Linked DNA regions of Astyanax mexicanus: region 2 is linked to region 1. A link is a contact called in public Hi-C data. All regions are on one chromosome and are shown on one strand. Each heading gives the region's core, a stretch centred on a gene start, on an enhancer-like site or on the middle of the called end of the contact. The rest is flanking DNA. Distances are from core to core; before and after follow the strand shown.

What was found. Hi-C and Micro-C count contacts between places; a contact is called where the count stands out from the background.
Region 2: a contact with region 1 is called in a Hi-C map of muscle, with 10 times the contacts expected there. The contact joins the enhancer-like site here to the promoter of sema3ab in region 1. A contact is called at or near these places in 2 of 3 Hi-C or Micro-C datasets (both in muscle).

Annotation. Positions count from the first base shown.
Region 1 is chr9:16,890,832-16,895,669 of AstMex3_surface, reverse strand. sema3ab (sema domain, immunoglobulin domain (Ig), short basic domain, secreted, (semaphorin) 3Ab) reads left to right here and starts at 3,000. Exons shown (of 17, transcript XM_015606257.3): 1 at 3,000-3,760. The coding sequence starts at 3,646.
Region 2 is chr9:16,977,029-16,981,866 of AstMex3_surface, reverse strand. No RefSeq gene overlaps it. Among protein-coding and RNA genes, the nearest start is that of sema3ab, 87 kb to the right of the region's middle. Within about 2 kb of position 1,941, the one cell type or tissue checked has an H3K27ac peak away from gene starts, as active enhancers do.

The DNA of each region.
Region 1 (4,838 bases), core at 1,751-4,250:
TATTAAAAATCATTATGCAGATTTCAATTTGGGAAGATAGACAAAATATTCTGCTATGTCTAACTGACCATTATAACACATGTGTAATTACACATGAACTGGTACAACTGTAATTATTACGTAACAAAATGCACTTTACCAGTAGTTACACTGTTATTACATGTATTCTTAATATTTAAATACACAGTTACTTGATAAACATATTATAAAGTGGGACTAATTATTCAACTTGTGCAGATCAGTGGTATGAAAAAGGCAAGTCAGGATCGGTTTTGGCTTTTTGCTGATAACTGATTGGCCAAGGCAGTTTTGTTCATTCTGATTGTCTAGATTCATCATGCTAGTCATCCAAATTAGCTTGCTAATCATGCTAGTCAACCAACTTAGTCACATTGATTATGATGTTCGAACAGCTTAGCTGGCGTGTTAGAGTAATACTTGAAGAACTTCGATCAGAGTGCCATTATCGTGCAATACTGGCACTACTAGAATGTTTTTAGGCCAATCATATTGCGGTTTCGGGAACAAACTGTGGTATAATTATGCTTATTTACTCTTTCATTTGTAATGCTTTACTACTTTTTTTAAAGACTTATGTACTTACAGTACAGCTCAAGCACCCTTAAAGTAAAGTGTTAGCAAAGTTATTTAACATTACTATGTCTTTTAGCTGATTGTTGTGCAGCATTTGTCCCTATTGATGACACACACTTTAACACACACACCAGTTGGTTCTTCGGGGGCTGGGGGGTCACAGGGGCTTCTGTTTAGTGATCACTATGTGATGTTTCCAGTTTCTTGTCTTACTCTCTGCTCTCGTAAATCTGACTTTATGAACATGGCTCCTGTCAGCAACGCACTTATTTAGAACTGTTCATGTGTTGCACCATATTAAAATCCAATTACTCCAGTATTCCTGCCCTGCCCATGATACAGGGCAGCAGTGCCAGTCAAATAATCCACCCCTGCTGTGCCAAATGGAAATGTGAGGAGGGAAGTGGTGCGGTGGGTCGAGATCAGCGTGCCACTCCACCAGAGCTTTGCAGTAATACGGCGGTAATAGGAAAAGATTGAACAGGAAGTTTCGGCATTAGGCTAAACTCACTGTCTATCACAGTGAGAGAGTATGAGTGTGTGTGTGTGTGTGTGTGCGTGTGTGTTGAGGGAGGTGGGCGGGTGGGGGATTGAGTGGATAAGGGATAAGGGGAGTCTGGGAGAATAAGCTGTGTCAGTGTGAGTGTGGGAAATGGGTTAAGCAGCAGCTATCAGTGTCAATCACACACCCAGACACAGGTACACAGTTTAAACTGTACACCACATACCACCCACTTTCTTTCTTTCTTTCTTTCTTTCTTTCTTTCTTTCTTTCTTTCTTTCTTTCTTTCTTTCTTTCTTTCTTTCTTTCTTTCTTTCTTTCTTTCTTTCTTTCCATAAAGGTGCTGGACATTACTACCCTGACTCTCTCTCTCTCCATCTCTCTCTCTCCCTCTCTCTCTCTCTCTCTCTCTCTCTCTCTCTTCCTGTCTTCACCTCGTGTGGCGAGGCAGGCTAAAAATAAGTATCTGATGTGAGGGTGGAGCTGAGCAGGAGCTTCAGGAGTTTCTCTTTTAGTCCAGAAGCAGGACAGGACAGTAAGAGAAGACAAAAGAACACACAGCTCAATTTACACGGTAAATGTATGTAAGAATAGAAAAACATTATGTTTGTCCTTTGGTGTCTCCTGGAGACCTCGTAATTTATGTACACTACAGTACAGTGCAGATATTATAGGCATCAGTGACTATTTAAACATAAATAGTAGAATAAATACTAGTGTTAATACTAATAATATTAGTACTACTCTGAATAATAATAACAATACACTTTATTTGGTCAACACCTTTCATAATCCACATATTCAGCTTAAGAGTACAACAATAAAACATATACATTACAAAATATATAAAACAAGTATATATAACATACAGCTCAACAATTTACAACATTTGCACGATAATTTTACATTTGCATTTTGCTGTTCACATGACAGCTCTTGTCCACTGGTGGCTCTGGTGTGCCAAATACACAAATAAACTTCTCTGAGATGTACTTGAAGAAGAATTGAGGAAACAGTGTCATTGCAGCTACATTCATTTTGCTTTTATGTTGTGTTGTTGAGCTGAGAAAGCTGAGAAAGTAATGGATAAATGGAAGTAGATGGAAATGCCTGCCATACCATTCATTTTATTGGATAAATCTTAAAGAACCCTCCTTTGTAAAACTGTTTGCAATGATATTTAGCCTTTGTGTGCCAGTAAGAGGTTTATTACAATTTACTATATAGGCGTTAAAATATATAATTGCTGTCACTTAAAACCTCTTGTCTCATACATGGCAACTTCACAGCAGAAGGAAAGAAGAAAAGTTTTTAACAGTCAATGGACGTAATTTTGGAACATGCTACATTTATTGGTCTATTCAGAATAAAATTTTTACACAATGTTTTTGGATTAAAAGCAGAAATATGTTCATATACACTATATGAAATGGAAAAGTACTGGGACATTTCAGCATAAAGATGGCAAAGATGTGTTTAGCTTTTTATGGTTGTCCATGTGAGTGGAGTTTATACAAATTATATTTAAAAAAAAACAATTGTTAGTGTTCTGTAATGTATTTTTTTATATATATATTTGTTTAACCAATCAAATTTCAGATGGTATAAATGTGATCTGCAGTGTTAAGCGTCACATCATTGCAGTTTACATTATAATTGTTGTGTAAAGGTTGATAGGGAATCGGAGAGTGAAGCACTTCAGTCAGGGAATTTTACAACAGCTTGACAAAATGAATAGGAAGAGAGGGATTTAAGTGGAAAATTGTGTGTGTGTGTGTGTGTGTGTGTGGGTTGGGGGGTGCGTGGGGGGTTGTTGTGTCAGGCGGAAAAAAGAAAACTACCTACAGGATCCTCTCAATAAAGACCACCCCCCCTCCTCTCTCTCTCTCTCTCTGTCGCCCAAGCTCTCTCAGCTGGCTCCACTCTCCCTTCGTCTGTGCATGGTGTGGACTTGTGTGCGCTGAGCTGAGCTTCTACGGGGCAGAGTGTGTGAGGGAGGGAGAGAGAGAGAGAGAGAGAGAGAGAGAGAGAGAGAGAGAGTGGTGGAGTTCAGTTTAGTCTCAGTGCGCTTTCAGTCGAGCTGCTACTTTAGACAGTTCAAGAGGAGAGAGGGAAGAGAAAGAGAAGAGGACTGAGTAGATAAACACCCTCAAGGCTTGGATAGAACACACTTACACTTACACACACACACACACACACACACACACACACACACACACACACACTCACTCACTCACTTACATACAACAAACACACACACATGCAAACACATAGTCACAGAAGAGAATGGTCAGTTTCAGTGCCGGTGTGTGAAGAGAGTGTGTGTGCCGCCTGCTTCACTACGAGGGATGTGATCACCATGTGCCGCCACACACACGCTCATACTGACTGACCACACACTTTCCCACCAACACTCACATACACACGCGTACACACCTGCTCCACCCTCAGGTGCTGCTGCTCTGATCTGGACTCATCTGGTGCTGTTTGTAGCCGCTCTCTACTACTGGAGGCCTGGGGACTGGACAGCGCAGTGCCAGGGGGTCACCATGGACTACCTGTGGGGGCTGGTTGTGCTGCTGTTTGGGCTCAGCGTGCCCCGGAGAGGAGCGGACGCCCGGCAGGTCAAGAACAACGTGCCCAGGCTCAAGCTCTCCTATAAAGGTGGGTGATCTGACTTGACCACTGCTTACTTACTTACTTACTTACTTACTGTTACTGTTGCTGCTGCTGTTGCTGCTGCTGTTTTTTTGGGCTTAATTCTAAGTTCTGCTGAAGGGTTAAAGTAGAGAAAGCTGGTTTTCAAGAGTAGTTAAGACCTAAAATCTGATTTATCAGAGTAAAATCGGATTATTTTACTTTTCCATTCACATAGTGTGAACAGCTTGTGGTAGTTTTTTAGAAGTGCTCTGAATTACATTAAAGATAATGTTCTAATAATGCCTTAAATACCTTAAAATTAAGGTGATGTTTTTTCTTTCTCTTACATGTTTGGAGATATAAGGTTTTGTTACATTGATGATGTGTTTATACTCTCAAAAATAAAAGGGGCTTTAAGTGGTTCTTTTGGCCATTTCATAGGAATAACACTTTTTTTGGATGTAATTAAGATAATAGATCAATAGTCCATTAATAGATATAGAGAATAGAGTGTGCTTTAGAGAAGCTTTAGATTTAAGGTTATTGTTCTTTATAGCATCAAATCTCTATTTTTTTTTAATGTGGTTTCATCTCTTCCCATGAGTAACCATATATCAAAAAATTCTCTATTTTGTGATAAATCAATTATTTTCTTCTTTTTAATATATATTTGACTACTTATTTACATGAAACAATCCTTATTTAGACTTATATAATTTCTTTATTCATGACATGAATCACTTAAAAGAATATAATATATCTTTAAATAGTAAAGAAAGTATCTAAATTGGGAAATGGTTGATATATTGTTATTTGTTATTCGGAAAGCCTACTTTTTTAGTATCCACAATTAAAATAATACGTTTATAATTATTACATTTTAGGCATGCTTAAAGGGCTGTGATTTTAAATGGATCTGAATGGAATAGTTTTAAACTTGTTTGTTGAAGCTTAAAACAATATATTGGAGTGTTTGTTGAATTGTGAATGTGTGTGTGTGTGTGGTTGGTTTTGGCTGTTGCTCTCTGTTCCACTTCACCACGAGCTGAAAATACAGAAGATTCACACTCTGTTATCTCATTATGGTGGGATTGGGTCTGAG
Region 2 (4,838 bases), core at 692-3,191, 87 kb before region 1:
TGTGAGCATGTCAATCCCGCCGTTGCTTGAAGCAAAATACTGGCCCAAATGCTGGTGTGATGTTCTAGGGAGCCATTGCATATGACATTGGGTTACTCTAGTAGAGATATGAGGGACATTTAATAGCTAGGTGATATGCATGTGTTGCTTGGGAGATTTATCACCAATCGAGCATTTGAGGAACCAGGGATTTGGAGATTTATGGTATTTTAATCACTTAAATACAGTATATCCATTACATTGCACCACACATACAGCGGTGTGAAAAGGTATTTGCCACTTACAGATTTCTTTTGTTTTTGCATTTTTGTCCTACTTTTTTTTTCAGATTATCAAACAAATTGCTATATAATCAAACAAATTTAAATATAACCTCAATTTAATATACAAAGCATGTTTTAAATGATTATTTCATTTATTAAATAAAAAAAATCCAAACCAATCTGTGAAAAAGTGTTTCCCCCCATAAATCACACTTTTTGTAAAGCTGAGTTCAGTTTCACTAATCACAACCATGCCAGGTAGAATAAAAAAAAAGGATTAAAAAAGGACCTGTTTGACAACATTAAGCAGCTAAACGATCTAAAAAAAAAAAGCAACACATTATGGCCCAATCTGAATAAATTCAAAAACAGATGAGAAAACAAAGTAAAATTCTGCTGGTTCCCAGACATTCTTGAAGGAGTATGACCTTAAGCTCAGGCGTACAATGACCCAAAGCACACAAACAAGTCCACCTCTGAATGGTTTAAAAAAAAAAAAAAAAACTGAAGGTTTTGGAGTGGCCTAGTCAACGTATGATGGAGATGCTGTGGCATTATCTTAAAAATAAATTTATGCTCAAAAACCCTCCAATGCAGGTGAATTAAAACAATTCTGCAAAGAAGAGTGGACCAAAATCCCTCCACAGAGATCTGAAACACTCACTGCCGTTCATCAATAAAACTTGATTGCAGTTGTTGCTGTCAAGGGTAGCACAACCAAGTTAATAGATTTAAGAGACAAACACTTTTCACACAGGGCTAGATCAGTTTAGATTTTTTAGATTTTCCCTTTAATAAATAAAATGTTTGATAATCTGAAAAATAGCAGTATGAAAATAAAGCAAAAACAAAAGAAATTTGTAGTGGGGGGAAAATGATTGTTCATGAAACTGTATAAAGTATTCATTTGTTTTCAACAACTCCTTGTTTTTTTTTTTTTTTGTAAATGCATGTACCTTTAGTGTCAACCTTGATTCATACCTTTTTCTTGTTTCCAAAGTATGTGTAATTGGAAAACTAAAATAGTTCAAAATACAGTTTAAAGCAGCAGTTTATATGTTTTGAGCAGTTGGAAATTTAGAAACCTCTCTGATGATAATGCATAACTGCAGAGAGCATGTGGAAGAGTACTTTTAATGCATGGTTATCTAAATATTTATCTAAATGATATGTGAAATAAATTGCTCTTTATTTTATATTATATATTTTATTTGGTTTTTTTTTTTTCGTTTTGTGTATGAAATACTGTCAAACTAGAGATCAGTTACATCCAATCAACCTACCCAATCACTCTGTTTATAGATTATAGTTTATAGACTATATTAGACATTGCAGGGATGGTTGTGCCAGGACCCATCAATACTATAATTTCAGGAATACTACTCCCATCAATTTAAAGGCAAATATCTTAGGGACCACTGATTTAAAATATGTATTTAAAAATAAGAGTATTTGATTCGTTAGTCTACTATGTTGTATAGTCCTTTGCTTGTTTTTGCCAATGCCCTTGGAGTTCCTGCTCTCGTCTCCCGGAGGTGAAGGCTAGTTTTTAATGCTGACGTGTGGCAGTGGAAACCCCAGCAGTGTAAAACTGGAGAGCCCCATGGGGGGGAGCAGGGTCTCTGGACTTCATCTGAACTCCCTCAGATTGGGTTTCAGTGGCTTTGCTCAGGAACGCTCCTCAGGAAACTGCCTCCGCTGGACAAAGGTGCAGCCCCTCCCGAGAGGCCAGTGTTCCAAGGAGCTTTTTGTTGCACTTGTGGGTTCCGCTGGGCTGCGAGTGTTGGTGGCAGAGTCTGTGGATGACTGATGAAAACACACATACGCACAGGATATAAGGAGAATGGTCAATGTCACAGGAACACACTGGAGTATGAGTGCTCCCCTGTGTTCAGACCAGGAGGAGGAGGAGGAGGTCATTGTATTGCCTTTCCTCTAATTCACTGAGCCGCAGCCATACTGAATGTCCAGTCCAGGTGCATGGGGACAATGTACTGCGGTAGAAATTCCATATATGCAGAGCTTTACCTTGACTTTATAATACCTCTATTTAGAGGTTGAACTTCTCACAATGGTGGGAGAAGAAATGGACCTACTTTATGATGGAAGACATTGGGTTAGCTTATAGCAGATCATGCATAAGGGCAGGGCAGTACAGAATAAAATATGTATATTTTTACATATACAGGAAATTGCATGGAATCTTTACCAGTGGATTACAGCATTTAAAGCTTGATCTGATATGCTAAGGATTAGATTTGCATACGTTAAAGGATTCTTGAAAAACAAAGATGTCCAAATGTTGGTGGATACCCATTCAAATGAATGCATTCAGCTGCTTCAAGTTGTACTTGCCATTAATGGCTATCTAGTACCTGTAATAGAATAGAACAACTTCATGGAGCATTGTCTCCATGGTTAATGTAAGGCATGGACTAGGGTAGTCCACAGCCTCCAGCATTTACAAACAGTGGATCTGGGCACTGTGGAATGATGGAGCTCCATCCAGATTGTTTAAGAGACGTGTATAACAGTCAACGATCTCTCACCAAGAGGTACACTACCCAACGTAGCCACCAAGAGACTCTGTCAATCCGCGTGCTCCTGAAGCCTCTCTGCCAAAAGACTTAATTTCCCAGCAGCCTCAGCATTCTACATCACCCAGCTATTGACTGATTGATGTTAATCATTTCCACCTGGTCTGTCTAGTACAAGTTGCTGCGTATTATCTAGGCTGTGACCGAAATGGCTCCCTACTCCCTCATTAGTGTTGCGCTATTTAGGGAGACACTATGTAGTTCACTAAGTAGTGGTGAAACAGGAGTGAATTCGGACTATCTATCTATCCATCTATCCATCTATCCATCTATCTATCTATCTATTTTGGCGGATTTGAAACACGCTTTACCCAGTGAATTGGTTTTATCTGAATCCCGCTGTAACAATCTGGCAACCCTGCTGGCTCGCTGTCCGCTCTGTTTCTGCGGCTTTCTGTTGCTTAGTAGCGAGACCTGCAATGCATTTTGGGACACATTTAACTCGCGTAGTAAGCAGCGATGTTTACTATAAATCATGATGCATTATGGGAGTTTTTAGTGCCGTCAAAATCACGTTCTAATTCCGCCTTATGATTCGGACACTCAAAGAAAAATGGCTGACATACTCAATAGTGCCCTAACTAGTAAATAGGGAGCCATTTCGGTCACAGCCCTAGTTTTCTAGCTGTGTAGAATGTGTTTTATCCTGTCTTTTGATTCCCTGTTTTTTACTCTTTTTTTGCTTATTCCCTCTTGTTTGTTTGATTGACTGTTCCTGAACTATTCCTCCTTTTTGACTACTCTCTTGCCTACTCCCTGTTATCTGGATATTTGTACCAAACCTTGCTTTTTTATCAAACACCCCCCAGGTATGTCCATTATCTTAGCTGCCCTTTTGATTTGGACTCTGCCCGTTTTTGACTACCCCTATCTGCCTAGCTCTTTAAATAAACCCATGTTTACTCTACCAGCGTTTGTCTCACAAGGACATACTGTCTGCACACAATTTCACATAGACTGTGTAAAGCTGGACAGAGCATCCTCTCTCAAAAGTGAAGCCACCACAGGTCGGGTGCCCCCGGCTGTTTGTTTGCAGAAAGCTGTGTAACCCCACCCATCCCCATAGGTTTCAATGGCAAAACAGACAACTTTCAATCAGGTTTTTTTTCCAATATACTGTAATTCTACCTCCATTATTTAAATGCAACAGCTAGTGTAACCTCTGCTTATATTGTCAAATTTTTATATCCCCACAGAATTCGTTTTTAAAAATATTATTCAGCTCAAAAAAGGTGTGGTTATTAAAAAAGAGCTGGTTATGGGCGGGACCAATAACAGACGTCAGCTCCGCACCTCTCTGCAGCCTGTGACCTCGAGGCAGCCCTCAGGGGCGGGGTTATTCAAATGAGTAGGCGGTCTCTCCACAGTCTTTCTCCCTCCTCTGGTCTCTACTGCACAGACTCGGGTATCAGGATCTCAAACATGGCGGAAGATTTTGGCTTCATTTTCATTGAATAAATGGGAGCGGCGACTCAGCGTCCATCTTTTTTACAGTCTCTGGCTTATCATGTTTGGGCTTTTAATTGACATTGTTCAGCAGGATAATGCTCATCCACACACGTTTCCCAGGAATGTCTCCACCAGATTGCAGCACTTCCTTGTCCTGCCTGTTTGCCAGATTTATTATCGCCAATTAGGCATTTATGGGAACAGCAAGCACGCCAACTTCTGCAGCCTACAAGTGTGCAGGATCTACAGAATTCACATTGGGATTTTACTGTAAATGATCAAGGCCATTCTTAGATGATCTACAGTCCACATTTTTGGTCGACTTCCCAGTTCAAACGCAGTCTCACACCTGTCAAAACGAACTGAACCTTGGGGTGAAACGGACCAGAGTTTAAACAGAAAAAAAGCCTGCAGTGAAACAGTGTGTGAAACAGGCTCTTAACCCCTTCCACGGTGGCTTTAATGTGGGCTCACACCTCTGCTTTTCACTTGCGTAACTCACTTTGTTTCCCAGCACAGCACAAGCTGA